Regions from separate parts of the Mus musculus genome. Here region 2 is linked to region 1. Evidence: chromatin contacts called from public Hi-C data. All regions are on one chromosome and are shown on one strand. The core of a region is the stretch at or near the end of the contact, and the rest is flanking DNA. Distances in the headings are between cores, read along the strand shown. Region 1 has its middle 460 kb from the start of 5031426D15Rik. Region 2 has its middle 630 kb from the start of Gm30904.

Region 1 (2,866 bases), core at 137-2,636:
ATACAAACTGTACTTTTATCTTATTTTCTGTTTTTACTAATTTGCTATCATGCTATCCTTCATTCATCATGCATGCTTCCTATTTTCTCTAGTGCAATACCATTTTCCTCAGATTTTATTCTTGTTCATTAACCAACCTTTAAAAATTACATTTCAATTTTCTTTTGTTTTCTACTTATATCCTTGCGTTATTTTGACTGCTTTAGGATTAGCACATATATTTAAACTTAATGTAATCCATGTGTCAGTATATTTCTTTTGATCACATTTTCTATTGGTCAGATTTTAAACTATTTAATATGTCCATATATATACATGTATGTGTATATGTAACATTCATATATATTACAAGCTCACCAATATATTATTAATTATTTACTTTCAATTCTTGTATTCTTTTAAAGAATTGAAATGAAATACAGATTTTATGTAACCCAAACTCATTTTTCTTTCCATACTTGGAATACAGCTCTACTAGTAAGAAAGTTACTCTTGGTTTACCTGAAATATTTCAGTTTCCTCTTGGGTTTGAAAATATAGCTTCAGTGAGTGAAGATGTCGTCATTAGCGACCTCTTCTGCTGCCGCTTTCACATTCCAATGTCAACTGAATTTCACAGTTTCTTAGGAATCCAAAATCAGTTCAAGCCCCTCCCAGCAATTTCCTGTGTGTGGCTTCCCTGAGTTGAGATTGTGTTTAAGCTTTCATTTCAGCAGTTAAAACTGCAGTATGTTTAGGAATGACTTTCTTTGTTTCAACCCCACATGAAGCTCACTGGCTTATCTAGACCTAGATTTAATGTCTGGGGAGAAATTGTGCCACATTGTAAAATGCTATCGTCATTTTTATATTTCCTGTTCTTCATAAGCAAACTTGACATAGTCTCCCATAGGTTCCTAACGTTCCCATTTATCCACCCTCTTTCCTCTGTCTTCCAAACTGAGTAATCTATGTTGATAGATCTTTAATGTTATGAGTCTTTATCATTTCCTATTTGTTCTCTAGCCCTGATGAAGTTTTGATTTATTACTGGTTTCAATTAGATTGTTTTTTCTTTGTTTGTTTGTTTTATATTCCTTAAGTTTTCAATAACGATACTATTCATCCTTTAATTATCTGAACTTGTGTATTATAGCTGTGAAAAACCTTTTGTCGGCTAACTCTAGCCCCTGGGAAGTCAGTTCCTCTGTCCTGTCTCTGCTCTTCTCTGTTTGTCACTCTTTTATGTTTATATGCATGTCTGGTTTGTTTTGTTATAAACTTGATATTACAGATTATATAATTCTGTGACAACTTATTTCACGAGCCTTCCATTATCCCACTCTTCCTTCTGCCTGGACATGACTGCCCCTCTTATCTTCCATGTGATACATAGTCACCGAGGTTTCTGCTCAATTACCAAGTTCTAAACATGGCCTCTATTATGAGTCAGCCTGGAGATCTTCCACATGAACGTGTAAAACATGCTCATGTGTGAGAGTTCACGTTTCTTCAGCTTTGAGTTTTCTTGGTTTCTTGTACTGCTTTGCTAAATTCAGATGCTCTGGTTATATCCCTTGGATCCTGCTTAGGACACTTCCAACCCACATGGCTAGTTTCCTGCTGCCCATACATTGCATAATTAGAAAGTGTTTTCAGCTTAAAGAGCATAAAAATTAGATATCTTGTTTCCTGAATCCTTCCGGAATACATTCACCTCTGATTTCTTCCTGCTTTGTGGCTGGACTCTAAAATCTCTACTTCACCTCCATCCTCCAAATATTGTGGGCTTGGGTTACATTCCTCTGCAGTTATCTTGATCTTTAAAGTTTCATCTTACCATCTGTAGCCTCATACTCTGATTTCTGCCAGTGTTTATTAATGGGAACGGGATTTTCCAATGCCACATCATAGGTATTCAGAAATAGCCTTAGTCTATGAACTAAGAAAAACTTCCCCTATGTAATTATTCTTCTTAAAGATCTTTAAACTATTTTGTCTACATTTAGAGATATCCCATTCACTTCAAACTATTAGGAGCACTTTGTATATTATCCAGTCTTTATAAATGCAGAAGGTTTGTATAGTTTGGGACTCCACTGCCCTAACTGTAAATTACTTTTGTACATATATCCATATACAACTGATATCAATGTATCAAGTAAATGGTTTTAAAGTATGCTACTTTAAGTCAAATTTTTATATATTTTTCCAAGCATATCAATCTCAAACCTACCCTCTGGTTATTATACTTCATTTTTAAATGGATGACGCATTCGCATCACACAGATGTATTTTAAGATCTAAAAGTGTTGAAATGTTTTGTTGATACCCATCACTTTGAACAATTAATATATACTAACAAAAATAATTGAGAGCGTTGAAGTTTATTCTTGACTATGCTAGTTAACTGTGATTGCCCATTGGATTTTGAACCACATTGGAGATGTTCCTTTGGGCACGACTCTGAGCACATTTCCAGAAAGGATTGAGGAGAAAGATCCATCCTGACTATAGGCAGCACTGCTTCATAGGCTGGAATTGCAGATTCAGTGAGAAGTAAAGGGTTGCTGAGCACCTTAGTTCATCACTCTCTAGTTTCTAACTACAGCTGGAATGTGACCTTTATCTCCATCATCATGATTACCTGAGCAGGATTTGAAATTGTGTCCCATCAAATTGGTAGTCTAAAAACATCCATTGTCAGGTATTTGTTAATAGCAGTGAGTAAAGTAAGTAGTACAATGAACTTTGTTCTTCTATGGAACAAACTGATGAGATTCTAGCTTAGTCATCTAAAGACTCCAAAGACTCCATCAATAATTGATTGGGGCCATCATTGATGGTCATAAGTATACGGACATCTTATAAAAGATAGATACTTAGG
Region 2 (2,968 bases), core at 313-2,812, 320 kb before region 1:
AAGGTTAGGTAGAGATCTGGAAGCTCTGAAGGAAGGGAGTCCTCCATTCTGTACCCAGCTCAGAAAGTTATCTGGACATGGTGAACTGCAACAGCATGCAACTGAATCAGCAGCAGGGTCCTACAACAAGGACCCACATTCTCTAACCTCCATACATAGGCTGTGTTGCACACATGCATGCAATCAAACAAGCAAATGTACAAGCACAGGAACACACACACACATACATACACACACACACAGAGAGAGAGAGAGAGAGAGAGGGAGAGAGAGAGAGAGAGAGAGAGAGAGAGAGAGAGAGAGAGAGAGAGAGAGAGAGAGAGAGAGAGAGAGAGAGAAGAAATACACTTACAAGTAGCTGAGGCATGATAATGTTTAGTATCACAACAAAAAGATAATTTAGTAAGTCTCTATGTTACTCTTGATTTTCAACATATTGGAATGAGAGGAGTGTGTGTGTGTGTGTGTGTGTGTGTGTAATACTGATGGTAGGAGTAATAGATGAATTTTCATAGTGGTAGAACTAAACTGTAGATAAATGTAGATGACAACCTGTGTAATATCTGAAATCAATGAGAATAAACATGGGAGCTTGAATTCTCTGGTCCTGCTTGCTACCCACCATAAGCTGCAAATCTGAAATGCTCCAAAGTCTGAATATTTTGGCACATTATGTCACTGAAAAATGTTTCAGGTTTCAGAGTGTTTCAAATTCCACTTATTTTTTTTTTTTGGATTAAAGATTCTTAACCTGCAGCAGAATTTAGCTATAGATAAATCTAATGGTGCAGACAGAATTCTGTATAAAATTGTGCCTCATCTCCCCTTGTGCACCACTGGAAACAACAATCTCTTGTCTACAAACCTCATCTTCCTTGTCAGATGAAGCTATGATGTTGTAAACTAATGCATCATAAACAAAGCTAAAATTTCAGCAATCTGTCACCAGGTGGTGACAGAGTTACAGTGGTACATGGATTGAGCAATACAAACTGTATGTCACAAACACATATTATTAATCTATGATATTATATATGAATATGTGCATACTTGCAATTTCAAATTATTTTCTAGTCACTCTGTATGCTAACTTCAAGAAGTACATAAGAGAGCAAAACCTTGGGCCTCTATCCCTCGGAACTATTCCTTTGCTGGCTGGAGACCACCTTCAGTGGAACCTTTCACATTTGTATAAGAATCTCTGATTCAGTTCCTACCAAGGATGGAGGGCATCAGAGTCTCTTTTCCCCTTGGAGCTCAAATACTGATATTCAGTTCCTCCTGTCTGCTTGAAGTCATCCTTCCATTTTTGAAATGTCAAGAGAAGGAAAGATAAAAACAAGAGGTTTCACTTTCTCAAATAATTTATACTCCACAGCTATTATTTGCCAATGAACAGGAGAAGTTTTTTTCCCCTCATTTCTGGCACCTTCTGCTCTGCTTGCATCTCACCTTTTCAGACTTAATGTTTTGTGCTACATTTTACATATAGCACCAATTAAATGAGCTGCAGTCACTGTCTGCTGGACACACATGCTCCATGATTTCACTGGCTGTCATAATCATGTTACCATTTCAAAGCAGCCCAACTGTTAGCACCACGTCAAATACAAGTTGCTATTTTGCCATTCTTATATCCATTTGCTCATTTCTTTATGCCTTTAAGATTATATTTATTTTCATGTTTTTTTTCTTTTAGCTTCCCATTAAGACAAATCTACTGATGTCTATGTTTTCTATATTCCAGTAAAATTAATTCTACTGGGCTTTTTACTATTTCTCCAACAAGAATCAGTTGAAAAGAACAAAATTTATTATATTCTATGTAATAAATCCCACCTTTTCAGATTTGTGTTGTAACCATCTTTCAAATCAACATTTAAGATTACCTAAGAAGTAGAATTAAAGGGGGCATTTTAAATTTTTATTATGTTTTTGTTGTTGATCAAACTCCTTGTACTCCTAGGAAAGTATGAATGCTAAACTACATCCTTACCCAAAGATTTTTAAAGAAACATGACAGCACAGAGAAATGAGAGATATGTGAGAAATGTTTGTTGTGTACATATCCTCACATATTAATAAGATTTTAGTTGACCTATTAATACACAAAAATATTTTTTGAAGAACTGTGGGTATTTTTACATTTTAAATGTCTAATATTAAGCAAGAAAACACATGGGGAAATGAACTTATTTTTAAGTTTTATGACTACTTAAGGCATACTATTTTTGGAGTGAAATTTAGAAGATTATATGTGACTAACCAAAGGACATGTAAAAAGGTACAGGAAAGATATTAGAGAAAAAAATTATAAAACCATTGAATGATATACTAGAAAATAAATTCAACAGTTCACAGAAATAAATAAATGAAGAAATTTACTAAATATAAGCCTAGGGAACTTAAATATATGTGGAAAGCAAGTAGATTCAAATTGAATATTTCCAAGTGCAAAACTACAGGAAGTGGGTGATAGAAGTATATGGATCTATAGTAATTTATTTTGGAAGCAAAGGAATAAAGTCAAAGAAGCTGGAGAGATGATTTAGAGGTTCAGAGCACTAGCGTCTCTTCCAGAGCTCCATGGTTCAGTTCCTGGCACTCACAGGGCAGTTCTCCATGTCTGTAGCTCCAGTTCCAGGAAGTACAGCACCCTCACACAGACAAACATACAGGCAAAACATCAATGCACATAAAGTAAAAGTAAGTATGCCAAATTGAAAAAAAAAAAAGAATAAAAAGAAAACTATATGCAGGGATCCATCCCATAATCAGCCTCCAAATGCTGACACCATTGCACACACTAGCAAGATTTTGCTGAAAGGACCCAGATATAGCTGTCTCTTGTGAGTCTATGCCAGGGCCTAGCAAACACAGAAGTGGATGCTCACAGTCAGCTATTGGATAGATCACATGGCCCCCAATGGAGGAGCTAGAGAAAGTACCCAAGTAGCTAAAGGGATCT

The links. A called contact is a pair of places that touch in the nucleus more often than the background predicts.
Region 2: a contact with region 1 is called in a Hi-C map of cortical neurons. The contact joins two enhancer-like sites.

What each region holds. Positions count from the first base shown.
Region 1 is chr2:7,388,096-7,390,961 of GRCm38.p6, reverse strand. It overlaps a transcript of Celf2 not described here. Among named protein-coding and RNA genes, the nearest start is that of 5031426D15Rik, 460 kb to the right of the region's middle. Within about 2 kb of position 1,386, at least 4 of the 459 cell types and tissues checked have an H3K27ac peak or open chromatin away from gene starts, as enhancers often do. A contact at or near this core is called in cortical neurons, where this site is marked.
Region 2 is chr2:7,709,230-7,712,197 of GRCm38.p6, reverse strand. No RefSeq gene overlaps it. Among named protein-coding and RNA genes, the nearest start is that of Gm30904, 630 kb to the left of the region's middle. Within about 2 kb of position 1,562, at least 1 of the 459 cell types and tissues checked has an H3K27ac peak or open chromatin away from gene starts, as enhancers often do. A contact at or near this core is called in cortical neurons, where this site is marked.